Regions from separate parts of the Mus musculus genome. Here region 2 is linked to region 1. Evidence: chromatin contacts called from public HiChIP or PLAC-seq data. All regions are on one chromosome and are shown on one strand. Each heading gives the region's core, a stretch centred on a gene start, on an enhancer-like site or on the middle of the called end of the contact. The rest is flanking DNA. Distances are from core to core; before and after follow the strand shown. Region 1 holds the start of Eri1 (exoribonuclease 1). Region 2 has its middle 20 kb from the start of Gm39162.

Region 1 (6,955 bases), core at 2,529-5,028:
ATGAGACTGGTATACAGCAGGCTAACTACTAATAAACAGTGATTTTACTCATCATCACCAGACTATAAACACACCCTTTCACAAATAATATCCTAAACTCAGAAAAAGGGTGAGTAAGTGACTTCTACATCATTGTGCATGCATCAATCAGTGGCTTCCCGAGAACGTCTTAACCTAGTTTTATTTCACAAAGTTAACAGAACCTGTCCCAAGTAAAAGAAAGCAGATGTCAGTCTGGAACTTAAACTTCCTAGCACTTAAAACAAACAAATGCATTCTGTTTTAAAGTTCACAATTTAAGTCACTCATTATATCATTTATTCAAATTTACAGTGTTCCTTTTCTGTCACGTGACTCCATTCTATATTCCTCATAGGTAGACCTAAACCACAAATACAGTAATTTCTAAGGAATTTCTAAAGTTAACTAAATGTCTATATGCAATGTTACAAATACTAGTGATGTCTTCAGAACTGTCAAAAGTTTATTTACTGGCCAGAGAGATGGCTCAGTGGTTAAGAACACTGTCATTTTTCCAGAGGTCCTGAGTTCAACTCTCAGCAAACATATGATGTCTCCCAAGCATTACATGCCTGCTTCTGGCACGCAGGTATACATGCAGATAGAGTACTCATATGCATATTTAAAGAAGTGTGTACCACTATACTCAACTTGAAAAAGTTTATTTACTACTAATTTATAATGCGTATTTACTGGGTCATAATTTACTACATATCCCCAAGTAAACCTTACTAATTACAGAACAAGGAGGAGCCCACCCAGAGAAGCTGCAGTCCCTAGCCTAAGACTGACATCAAAGGATCAAGGATTACCTCCCGCTCTTAGCTTCCAACTGCAGCAAACTGACTAGCAGTGAACTGCTAGATGCTGTGCCAGAGAACTCGGAATTCTCACTGCTATTCTCTTTGAGAAAGGGACCAATAGTTTCACTGCATGAGTCGTTCATGAGGGGGAATAAGCTTGTCAAAAATACACATTAACTAAGCCAAGAAACTAGCTTTAGGCATATTTAAATTTCTCCTTGGACATGATCAGGATAACTTATATTTAAAGTTACAATGAATTTTAAGCTCTGTCGTTATTCGGGATACAAAACTGTCAACATTAACAGTTTAACCAAAATCAATGTCTTAGTTAACTTATACCAATTCTCTTTGAATAAATCCATTCTGATACACTTGAATTCTTATTTAAAATCTATAGCTTTGAAAATTTACCACACAAGCATACCTATTCTAGATAAATAAATGACCATTTCTATAAATATTTACTTCCGATGCCAAGGCTCAACTCCAGCCTTGATTTCTTGATATTGTGAAAACTGTTACCTCCCAAATTTCAAGTACACGACAAGTTTTCAAAAAAAAAAAAAAGTTTAAATAACCCAACAAAGGAACAGAAGGAAATTTACAACCCCACATGCACAACTATCTGCAAACATACACTTATTTTCTAAATTAATGCCCAAGATTAACACTAGCATCCACTATCTCTAGATTCACCTCTCACACCTCACATATAGGACTGGCTACAACATGGAAACACATAATCATTTTCATAGAGCCTTGACATTCTATAATCTGCATGTACCCAAATGAATATACACATGGTTTCCATTATAACAAACAAGACATCCCTTTACTCTTTACATTTCGGGAAAGGATCACGAACTTCATTAATTTGTCCTGAGTTCTATTTCCAGCAATCACATGATGTCTCACAAGCATCTATCTGATGCCTCTTCTGGCATGCAGGTGTACATGCAGATAGTACTCATACACATATTTTAAAAAGTGTGTTTGAAAAAGGGCCTTAGGGTGTGGAACTTAAGGATGGGTTTGCACACTTTCCTAAACCAAATATGAGTATCTCAAAATATTGCTGCTCTTTTTCTACTTCGAAGGTAGCTCTATCTTCATCTTTGAAACCCTTTGTAAAATGAACACAATCTGTTTGTTTCAAAGTGTCAGTTTTATAAAGTAACTAGGAAGCAACCACTTCTCAACACCCTGTTCTCACAATCTTGTAGTCAAAAACCATACGCTATTTACAAAAAAAAAAAAAGCTTTTGCACACTGAAACAAAAATGTCCAAACATTAAAACGCCATTCTTTCCTTCTACCAGTTTACACCAGCCACCAAAACTGGAGCTGGTGGAAATTTTACTAGCTAAATCTCAAAAACAACAACAACAAAAAACTTGAACAAAGTAGTTTCAAAAAAAAAAAAAAAATCCATCTGAACACAGATCCAGGCCTTCAAAGCATTCTATCTCAAAGTTTCAGGACTCTGAAAGACAATGAAGTATATTCAACTTCTCTTAGAAAACGCTCTGCAAATTAAAATTAGCTTTCGAACCGACTTAGATGATATTGTCAACAACGTATGTTAAAATGAAAGGGGCATCTTTCCAGAGAGGGCAGATGGAAGCGTCTTCAGCCTTCCAAAGTACCTACCAACAAAGGGAATAATCTGGAAAGATCCAGAGAAGCATGCTCCGGACAAGAGGAGCACAAGATCCTTACGTTACAAAACACTCCACGATAAAAGAACACAAGGAAGCCAGAGTGGACGAAGATGTGTATATGAACTGAGCAGAGGGGCAAACTGAAGAAGGCACGGAATGCGCAGCGCAACCTCGGCACAGACTGTCAAAAGGAAACTCTAGAGGCCTGATAGACAGCTTAACCATGAAGAACAAACTCTGCTCTTCCCCAAGACCCATACCTCCTTTCCTGGTCTTCAGAGGCACCTGCGCACACACACACATTTTAAAAAATAATATTTAAAAGGCTATTCTGGCTACTACACGAAGGTGTAAATGGAAAGAATAAAGGCATTGGGACGCCTCTATGGAATACCCACCTTCTGACATTTTGGTTTTTGAGCCTAGCCTTTCACACCCAAGCCATCTATCTCTCTACCCTGCCAATGAATGAATAACCTGGGTGTCAGTACTCAACTCCTCTTACGAAAAAGCGACAGAATTTAGCATCTCGCTCACAACCCGCGGCGCTAGCCAACACTAATTCATCAAGATGAAAAACAGAAGTCCGGGGATCATCTCCTGATCTTGCCCATGCCGTGAGGAAGTAGCAAATCACTTAGAAAGCCGGTCGTGGCAGGGTTCTGGGCGAGACAGTAGGGGACGGGGAAAGACCGGGGGAGGGTCCTCTCGGGAACAGATGCACCTCGGGGTGCAGAGGGCAGTGGGCCGTCTGGGGCTGGGAAGACACGGGCTGTCCGAGCACCCCGAAAGGCTTGCCGCCGCATCTGGCGGGGAGGGTGGGCGCTGGAGAGAACCCAGCCAATCAGCGCCACGGGGCTGATGGAACGGCAGTGCGCCCGCGCGCGCCGAATGTTTACGCGGAATTCTCACTCGGAACTTCCCGCCTGACCTCCTCCCTCTCGAGGCCGACGATGCTCGCCCCGACTAGGACGGAGCAGGGGAGCGAGCGAGGCCGCCCCGCACGCGCGCGCGAGCTCCCGACCTCACCTCCACGCTCAGCGGCCGGGACTCCTCACACTCCGGCCGCGGCGTCTTCTGCTGCGCCGCGTCGCCGCCACGCTCCCGGCCCCGCTCGTCCTCCATGCCGCCTCTCGCGGGCCGCGAGACGGCCGCGGACGCTCACTGTCGGTCCACCGAGACCCGCGGGAAGCCGCCTCGCTCTCTCCCTTGAAAAACTACCGCGCTTCACGTTCCCGCGGCGGCCGCCACACAAACTCCGCCGGACGCCTCCTACTTCCGGGAGCGTGTGGCGTTGTCACGCCGCGCAGGCGCAGTGGGCGGGTCCCCTCCTTTTTCTCCCCGCGCGCGCGCGGTAGGACGGCGGCGGGAGAGAGCCCGGGAGGCGAGCGATTTGGGGAAGTGGGCGTGGGTAGCCCGCAGGTTCGAAAATGGTGCTGCGCCGGTTGCCTGGGATGCGCGCGTGAAGCTGCCCTAATTAGTGTTTGCTGCAAGTTCTAAGGTCTTTCCTCCCAGTAACTCAAAATCTATTTACTTTTTTTCCCCCACTGTAGCAGAAGCTGCTTTGACAACGACCAGTGTAGTCTATGTATGCCCTTCTGCAGATGCGTTCCTAGGGTCTAGATTCCACAACGCTGAAATCTACAGGATTGCATCCTTTCCAATGCTGTTTGGCATTTGGGGACGTTTTTAAAAATCATTTTCATTCGTCTCCACCCCCCCCCCTTGTGTTTATGGGTGTTTTACCTGCGAGCATGTCTGCACCGCGTGTGTGCAGTACCCCAGGGAGGCTGAAGAGAGCGTTGTCCCTGGGATTGGAGTTAGAACCCAACATGGGAGTTGCCATGTGGGTGTTTTTGAGAGGCGAAGGAAGAAACTACCATTCCAACTTAAGTGTCTGGGCAAGATGAACTTTACTCTTTATCAAGCGGGTATGCTCGAAGAGTGAATACATACAAGTCAGGAAGTGTGTTTGGTGATTATTTTAACTTAGGGTGTGGCCTGTGTGTGTCTCTTCCTCCTGATTTGAGGTCCCGTTGTTTCACAGCCTGATTTGATTGGCTAGTCTGAAAAGAATTGGTGCACAGGAAGTGGAGGATGGGGAAAGGGGCCATTGGAATAAAGGAGCAGTTCTTTGAGTAAACAGTAGTTTTTCTGGATCTGAAGGATCGAAACATTTTCATTAAAAGTCTCACAAGGTGGAGGAAGATAAAAAGATTTCAATTCTTTGTCTTAAACCCAAGTTTTATAGTATCCATAGAAAAGACTTGTGGTGGTTTAAATATGCTTGGCCCAGGGAGTGGCACTATTAGTAGATGTGGCCTTGTTGGAGGAAGTCTGTCACTGTGGGCATGAGCTTTAAGACCCTCATTCATGCTGGCTGCCTGAAAGTCAGTCTTCTCCTGTTTGCATTTGGAGCAAGATGTTGAACTCTCAGCTTCTCCTGTACCATGCCTGCCTGGATGGTGCCATGCTCCCACTTTGATGATAATGGACTGAACCTCTGAACCTATAAGCCAGCCCCAATTAAACGCTATCCTTCTAAGAGTTGCCTTGGTCATGGTTAAACACTTGTCATAAGACAAGACTCTTACTTGGTATTTCTCACACACTGGCGATTGAACCGGGGTCTCTAAAAAGGCAGCCAGTGCATCTAACCATAAAAAGAAGAAAAATCACTTTTCCAGTCTCAAATTCTGCTTGCTTATTTTTAAAAATATTTTATGCTATTCCATGTATATGAGTATTTTGTCTACATGTGCATCTATGTACACTTCATGTATGTGAAGCGCCAACAGAAGCCAAAAGGTGTGAGACTCCCTGGGATTGGATTCGGATGTCAGCTGCCATGTGGGTGCAGGGAACTGAAACCCAGCCCTCTGTAAGAGTTCTGTGAAAAACGTCAATGACAGTAAGTCTTTCTCCTTTCCTATCTACATTTTGACTTCTGAGAAGAACATTAGAAATAGATTATATTTACCAAATAATTGATATTTGGACTTTTATTAAACTTTCTAACATTATCAAATATGGAATTAGATATCCAATATATCATATAAGAAAAATAAACCTTTCCCTTTTACAATTAGTTTTGCAGGATACATTGAATTTGAGGTTCCCCTAGCACACCTTTAGTGAATGCCTTTAAGAAACAAACACATGAGAGTCACGGAGTTGAGAAGACCCACTCAAAATTTGGGTCATGCCCTCTAATGGCAGCCTACATGAAAGGACCTGGAAAATGGAAGATTGTGCCCTTTGCTTGCTTGCCTGTCTATCTGTCCTGTCTATCTGTCCTGCTGCTGAGGCACTGTTTTCCTAGATGGGACTCCAACAAGACTGAAGACCAGCTGACATCCTAGTAGACTGAACTGCTACAGGAATCCTGACCTTTCATCAGCCATTGTTGGACATTTCAGACCATATCTGTAAACCACTCTAATCAATTCGTGTGTGTTGGTGTAACTTAACATAGTCAGTTTAAAGATTGTAGGCAGCAGCATCCCATGAGTTGGAGTCCTGGGCTTCGTAAAGTGGAGAAAGCAAGTGGAACACCAGAATTCATCTCTTTGCTTCCTTACGCCCAGTTCTCCCACTGCCATAGCTAGAACCATCTAGTACCACATCACTGACTACAGTATGTTATACCTCAAAACTCTTCCAAAATAAGCTGTTTATAAGAAACATCAAGTTATTTGGAAAATTGTAGGGTTTCTCCTGTTGCAAATTGTACACATGCGCATTAAAGTGAGCAAAGGGGTTACATCTTTAAATATCAACACAGAGAGGGCAGAGACAGGCAGATCCCTGTGAGTTCAGGGCCTACTCTGCTCTACATAGTGAGTTCCAGGCCAGCCAGGGTTTCATACTGACACCTTTCCTGAGAGAGAGAGAGAGAGAGAGAAAGAGAGAGAGAGAGAGAGAGAGAGAGAGAGAGAGAGAGAGAGAGAGAGAGAGAGCTGTTTGTGTCATTCGTTAGTGGTGTGTGTGTGTGTGTGTATCCTCTTGTATCCCTGCCTTGCTCCTTACCCACCTGTGGCAGGAGGGAGAGAGCCATCCCTGCCTCCTACTGGCTGCAGCACCCGAGAGCAGAACCCACGCTCCTGGGCAGCACAGTAGAGCTGCCCTGATGGTGCAGGCACAGGTGATCTGGCCCCAAGGACAGGCAGTCTGGAGAGCTGACCCTGCCCCTTGTTGGCTCCAGTGCTGGGTGAGTTAGCTGGGGCGGTGCTGGAGAGCTCACCCTGGTGGTGGGATGTGGAATATCTGCTAGGCTGACCAACTCAGCCACCTCCCAGGCCCAGATCCGGGGCTTTGAGTTGGCCAACCCTAAGATCTACCCCATCTGTGACCTGCTGGAAAGGGCCAGCCCTGCAGAACCAAAGCTGCAGGCTCTCCATGACGCAGGGCAACAACAGGATATCTGAGAGGAGGCCTGGTGAGGATCCAGTATTGATAGTGTAGCAG
Region 2 (6,955 bases), core at 3,138-5,637, 61 kb after region 1:
TTCTCATCGGCTAATTTGGGCTTCTTGCCCTGGTTACTTTGGCTGGCATCACAGACTAGGAAGAAGTAAGAAAACGAAGCACAAGAAAAAAAAATGGGGTTATCTTTCTAGAGGTATTTACACATATACATACATGCATGTAAACAATATGCCCCAAATATAATGATAGATAGATAGATAGATAGATAGATAGATAGATAGATAGATAGATAGATAGATAGACAGTCTTGAGTTCCAAGAATCCCTAGGAGATCTGAAAAAGTTCTCCTGCCTAGGTCCTGCCTCTAGAAGTTACATGGTTTTAGATGACCTCAGGTATGAATATGGTTTTAAAGTCTCTAGGTGATTGCAAGGGTTAAAGAGATAGAAGATCATTAAAGCAATGCTGTCAAGCTTGACCATGTACCAGAATTACCCAGAGGGATTCACATTGTTTCTCCAGACTGGCTTTCATTACTTTGCCCCTGACTTCGACCCATGGAAATGGCCTGACTGCCTCCCCAAACTCATTCAAAGCTCTGGTGTGGGACCATGAAAAACAGCCTATCCAGCAGATAACTCTGCAAGGGACAGAAGGAAGTTTGCCACACTCCCAGACACCAGACTCCTGACATGAGGTCCCAGCTCCATAATTCTGTGGCCATAAGTCAGGTACAGCAACACCCTAAGCCCCTGGTATTCTGTCTGGACTCCAGCCCCACAGTTACCTGGCAATAGCCAGATAGGCCTGGTCAACTATAAAAGGGCCAGCTTGCGCCCTCCTCCCTCTCTTACTCTCTTACCCCTGCCTTTCTCTCTTGCCCTCTTGCTCCCCCTCTCTCCACCTTCCCTTCCTCCCTCTGTTTCCCTACTCTCTCCCTCTCTGCCTTTCTACAATAAACGCCTAAAAAAGCATGAACTGTCTCTTCTCATCGGTATCTGCCATGCTGAGCATGGAGCAGGTCTTCCTCTAAAGAGCTAAGCATCTAATCTCCCACGGGAGGCTTCTCTGCATTCTCAGCCAAGGTCTCTACCAAGCCAACCCGCAAGAGCAAGCCAGAGACACTCCTGCTCGAGCAAGAACCAGCCGGAGCTCTCTCAGCTCTTCTGCAGTGTCCAAGAACCTGAGAACCTACCATCCTCAGCCTCAGAGCGGGCCTGGACCCCCAAGCCAATTCTGGCAGTTTCCCGGGGACCTCAGAATGCTCCTCCCCACCCCTGGAACGGGGTCATGCGGGGCTTCTCATTGCCCGATACCAGTCTGGCTATGGGGTGGGGTGCACGCTGTCAAATTCCCTGCATCTGCCTCAGTGAGCAGCCCTAGCCCTGTGGTGGGCCACCATTTTAACCCACACTCTGGATTGTATTATTTTTGATTTTTATACTTTGGTCCCTTCTTCTCCAACATAATAGGCATAAGAACCAGCTGTGAATCTTGTTAAAAATGCAAGTTCTGGGTGTATGCCAGAGGCTAGTGATGGGGGTTGGAGACTTGCCTAACAGTTATCAATTTTCTGTTTCTATATGGTAAAAGGGGTCCTGGAAATGGGTTACACAGTGATGTGAATGCACTTGAAGCTACTTATCTGTATACTAAAAAATAATATCATGGTAAATTCTACATTGTATGCATTTTATTATCATCTTTTAAACTATGGATTCAATAGGTAAGGACACAGCCCAGGATTCTCCATTTCTTATAAATTGCCAAGTGATGCTAATACTATCATCCAGAGACTACATTGGAAACCAGGATGTCCTAGAAGCTTGCTTTAAGATCATTCTACTGCACCATTTACAGAATCCTAATCTAACATGGTGAGGCTTGGCACAGGTAGGGTTGGTACCCTAAATTCTCCCAGAGTAAAGTTTTCTATGAGCTTCAATTCCAAAGGTGAGATGGGTAGATTGATCATTTACAGAGGTGTACTACTGCTTCTGACATTTCACTTCTTGCCCAGAGTTCAAAGTTTTTGTATGCTTTGTGGCTCTGTAGAGCACGCCAGTGCTTCCCAGCTCAGCTCACTGGGAATAGGAAAGATCCTCTACTGTAAGAGGGAGTAGACTCAAGAATCCAATGAGGCAGGGTTCATATTGGCAGGCTGTGGGTTCATGCTTATCTTGGAGCAGCTGTGGTACTATATGCCTCGGTAGCTCGGGATTCTGCAGCTGACACATCTGGACTTATATTTCCCAAGCACCCTGTGTTTGACCAAACCATCCCTCACCACACTCAGGTCAAAACAGTAATCCACAGCAAATCTACACTTATGTATGCCAAGTCTCTGAGTTCAGAGTAGCCCAATGGCATATTAGACTTTAGCTCTCACATCTTGAATATTACTATTATTCTTGCTCTTTTATGGGTGAAAAACAAAACAAAACAAAACAAAACAAAACAAAACAAAACAAAACAGAAACTTAGCTGAATTGGGCAACAACCTGAAAGACATAGAACAGAGCCAGCATTTGAAACTTGCTTTGTCTCACAAAGCTGTCCAGGATCTCCTCACCATGGAGACGATGTTCCCATGGGCTAGGAACCAGGGCCAACAGTGGACTGATGTCCAAGAGCCCAGATTAGCATTTCAACTGTGTCAGTGATTCCTGGAAGGACTCCTTCATTCAAAGCACGATTCTTCAGTGCCCACTGTTCCAGGCAAGTCATTCTGCAGAGGGATTCACACTTAGAATAACGTGTGCTAAGGAGTAAATCAGTCCTAGACTTTCTAAGAAGGAATAAAATACATTTAAGAACAATTTGTTCATTTAAATGAGTTCATGGTTGCTAGAAGTATAGGAGATGACCAGGGAGATGGCTTGATAATTAAGGGCTCTTCTCTCCAAGCCTGAACATCTGAGTTCAGTTTCCAGGTCTCATACAGTGGAAGGAGAGAAATGAGTCTCACAAGCTGTCCTCTGTATTCTATACTTGTAAGCACCCGGTCCCTCATATAAAACAAATCAATGAAATTAAAAAAAAAACATCTTGAGAAGAAAGCATAAGAAAAATTCATGGGTTGTGTCAGGAGTGGGATTATTGATGGGCTTTTCTTTAGAATCTTTTAGATCCTTGGAAAGGAAAGGGGTCTGAAACCATCTGGTCTCTTTTTGATTTGTTTCTAGACTTCATCCTTGGGTCCTAACCTCCAAAAGACCTTCAGAAAACAGGTATTTGTATTGTGATTCATAAAAACAACAGTTACGAAGTAGCAACAAAATAATTTTATGGTGGGTGGTCATCACAAAATGAGGAAGTGTATTAAAGGGTTGCAGCGTTACATAGCTTGGGAACTATTGCACTATATGCACTTCTATCAAGCAAATATAAGTACAAACATGGTTGAATATAACCCTACAACTGTTTTGTATATTCTTTTATTATTTGTCTTCCTCACATACTTGTATTAGAGAGTAGTTGGTGATATGATTATTAGCACACACACACATATTCAATGTGTGTTAAAACACTTATTTACTAAATTCTGGCTGGATGCTTAAAGTATAAAAATCAATATAAAATGTTGGGCTTCAAAGCACACAGCTCTTATGGGTTTATAACGGTCTGGTGCTAAAATGGCCCAGAGAAGATGTTTTAGCTAAAACTTCAAAGGTGACATTTGTAAGTATTTACTAGACTAAGTTCTGAGTACAGGCCAAAAGCTCAGTGGTTTTCCATGGAGCAAAGTGCTAGGAAGAGAGACAGAGGTAAAGAGAGGAAGGCATTAGGTTTCAGAGATGGGGTGATCAGAGGCCACATAGCCAGCCAGGCATCATCAGTTCAGAACTGGAGCTCTGAGGGCTGGAGGAAGAGGAGGCAGTGGATGGTCAGGATAATCCAGGGACTCTGGGTTTGATGACAGTTCATCATTCACTGTCTTTGTATATGACCTCTAGTCTGGGGTCTTAGATTCAGCATCCATACCAGAGCATTAGAGAAGAAATATAAAACTCCAGAATTGAATCTGAGGAATAGTAATTAAGAGGTATAAACATCATAATTGATTCATATAGTTACATTTTGCAGAGCTGGGGATGGAATACCAGGCTTTCTATTTGCTGGGCAAGACCTCTACCACTGAGTTACAACCTTGCGCTATAGTTTATTTATTTATTTTTTAAGTATTAGTGTCTCTGAAGTGAATGAAGCTTGGATACAATGTTAGTGTGTGTATGGGCGTGGATGGGGTGGGGGATCATTGCTTATTTGTTGTTCGGTTTGTTTGCTCCAACTGAAATAATTATATGGCCATTTCTGAAAGTGCTTGATAATGACAGTCAGGGGTTAATTCAACAGTTCCTGCCGTAGTATCCTCATCTCTTTCTGAGCACTAACTCATTATACTGCCCTCTCTGCTTCCTCTCAGAGCTGCCAAGAGTGCTGTCTCAGCATTCAGAGGCTCCTCCGGCTTCCTGGCAGTCTCCCTGGACCACGAGGTCAGGGTGGCCTGGTTCCTGTTCGCCCACACTAAAGGAACACTGTGGGATTACCAACCTTTTTTTTTTAAACTGTTGATGTGTAAAGAGTGGAGCCCTCTCTTCTTCCACCCAAAGGTCACCAACTCCTTGCCTGCATCATACACAGCTGTGTTATGATAGCACAACATAATGACAGGACTTGGACACTCTTTGCCCTGAGATGCTCTTTGCTCTAAGAAGGTTACTCATCATATGTAAGTGTTATCAGTCATTTACCCTCCGATGATTTACCTGGAAGAGACGAGCCTTTGTTCCCCATGGAGTCAGAATTTGATTTAGAAAAGACTGTGGACTCCACTTTTGTAGGAGATGAAACTAAGGCAAGAGTGAGTTAAGTAAATTGGATTTGGTCTAGTCATGCACTTGGTCAGTAGCAATGTTGAACTGGTAAATCCAATCTTAATCTGTGGCCAGGGTTCTTCTATTGTATATGCTTCCTGTCGTTGAAAATTATCTTAATTTGGTTTTATATATGCTGACTGGCTAACACTACTATGATTAAAATTAGTTTCTTAATTAGTCCGAATTGTGGTATATCATAATTAACTGGTTGTTTGGATATGTTAAGAAGGCATTCATCATTTAAACAAGAATGTCACAACTCTAGTTAGACCCATTTATTTGTACATCCAGGAATTCATCCAGAGGAAGCATTTCAAAAGGAAAAAAAATGCTAGTCATGCAGAGATGTTTATAAATAGCTATATTGAGATAGCAGAAAACAAGAATGAGGAACAATTTGGCAATGATTAAGCTGGTCTCAATTCCATTAGAGTAATACATGGTCACTACAAAAGATACATAAGGAGAAATTCAAGAAGCAAGCAAGTAAATGGTATGCTTCATAATTACATACTATAGAGCCTGGAGATTGTTTTTATATTACATTATCTAACTTGTTTTCACAATAGCTCTGTGCAATTAAAGCACCTATCTCCATTTACTGTGTCTCATGTCACTCATGAAATATTCAGCGCATTGACCACAGTGACTTAAAACCATAGGCAAAGTAATCAAGATTAGAAATGCTGTAAGTTGCAAATAGTCGCTGCATTAAAACAAATGTCTAGCTGTATGCATACATGTACATATGCTTCTTGCAGAACTCCTGCAAACCCTGACTACTTCCAAGATTAGTTAGCTTAATCATAGCATCTATGTCCTTCAACTTCTTATTAAGTATCATAATCTTGGGTTTCTCTATGAGTTCACATTGTTTTGTGTAACTTTACAGGAGTCATATTAGGATCTACACTTCTCTGTAGAGAAGAGGATTACTAGGGATGGCCAAACAAGTGATTTTGACATCTGGTCTACCTACCATGCTAACAATTCCAATAATGTCTTCAACCCAACAGATCTCATCCTCACTCTATCTTGGGTGGCATTCATTTGTATAGCCACTAAAGAGTGATTTTTCCTCTCTGAAAAATCAAGGATATGAGTCTCTGGTGGGACATTTGAGGAAGATTTCAGGATGGTTCCCTGTATTAGTCTGAGTGACCTGATAGGCAAGTAGATGTAATAAGACTTTGAACTTGTAATAATTATAATGTAACAAATCAGTTATCCTCACTATTTTGCTGTTTCCTTTTGTTCTATTTGAATCGCAATGTCTTTTCTAGGACAAAAGCTTTCTGCTGTAGGAATGCTGATTCTAATTTGAATAACTCTAATGTTGGAACCACAGGAGCATAAAGCGCATCATGTGTCTCCTTGTCAACACCGGTGTTCAATGTCCTTCCTCCTCTCATGCAGCACAAACAGCTCCTGGTCAGAGCTGGTCTTTAGAGGATTGCCTCTTGTCTGCGCATATGAACAGAGAGACTGACAGCTGGAAAAAATATTCAGATATGACTGGATACCCGAAGGCACAGTGTGTGTGTGTGTGTGTGTGTGTGTGTGTGTGTGTTTATTCATCTGCTTGTCTGTGTTTGTCTTAGCCAGCCAAGTATGATGATGCACACTTATAGTCTCAGCACTTGGAAAGCTGAGCAGAAGGATTGCCCCCCCCAACACCCCACACACCAGACTAGCCCAGCTCTTATAGATAGAGAAAACTTTCAACAGTTTAACCCAGTTCTAATCAGCTATCTCTGCTCCAGCCCTTTCATTCCCTTCCCATGACCTCCTTCTCTTTCTTTGAAGCATTTTGGCATTGACCCCACAAAACTGCCCATGCCACTTCATGGAAACTGGCCTTCCAGCAGCTTCTTTTGAGACTTCAGTGTAAGCAGGCCAGGGCTCAGGATACCATTGTTCAGCTTTCTTTGCTCTCTTGTCTCAATGTGAGTTGCTCTTGCAGTCTCTCACTGCTGGCTTTTTCATGCACTCATTCTGAAGAAAGCATTAATCAAAGAATTGATAAGTATTCCCACATCCCATCCTCAAGTGGACCAACTCACTCCTTACCTCCTGAGATTTCCTCAGAGATTCAACTCTAGCTGGCTGTAAGGAAAGCTTGCTTGACAATCCCTCTTTCCTTGGATTCCCTGTT

Evidence for each region. HiChIP or PLAC-seq counts read pairs in DNA pulled down with a chosen protein or histone mark.
Region 2: a contact with region 1 is called in an H3K4me3 HiChIP or PLAC-seq map of bone marrow-derived macrophages, with 2.9 times the contacts expected there. The contact joins the enhancer-like site here to the promoter of Eri1 in region 1. A contact is called at or near these places in 1 of 39 promoter capture datasets (macrophages), 1 of 15 datasets of contacts at CTCF or cohesin (CD8 T cells), 8 of 484 Hi-C or Micro-C datasets (adipose-derived mesenchymal stem cells, cumulus cells, granulocyte-monocyte progenitors and 3 more), 2 of 115 datasets of contacts at active chromatin or transcription factors (bone marrow-derived macrophages and embryonic stem cells) and 1 of 9 other capture datasets (bone marrow-derived macrophages).

Annotation. Positions count from the first base shown.
Region 1 is chr8:35,491,755-35,498,709 of GRCm38.p6, forward strand. It overlaps Eri1 (exoribonuclease 1), which reads right to left and starts at 3,779. Exons shown (of 7, transcript NM_026067.3): 1 at 3,518-3,779. The coding sequence starts at 3,613. It overlaps Gm51568 (a long non-coding RNA gene), which reads left to right and starts at 3,772. Exons shown (of 2, transcript XR_003947532.1): 1 at 3,772-5,399; 2 at 5,578-6,955.
Region 2 is chr8:35,551,879-35,558,833 of GRCm38.p6, forward strand. No RefSeq gene overlaps it. Among named protein-coding and RNA genes, the nearest start is that of Gm39162, 20 kb to the left of the region's middle. Within about 2 kb of position 4,388, at least 22 of the 459 cell types and tissues checked have an H3K27ac peak or open chromatin away from gene starts, as enhancers often do. A contact at or near this core is called in bone marrow-derived macrophages, where this site is marked.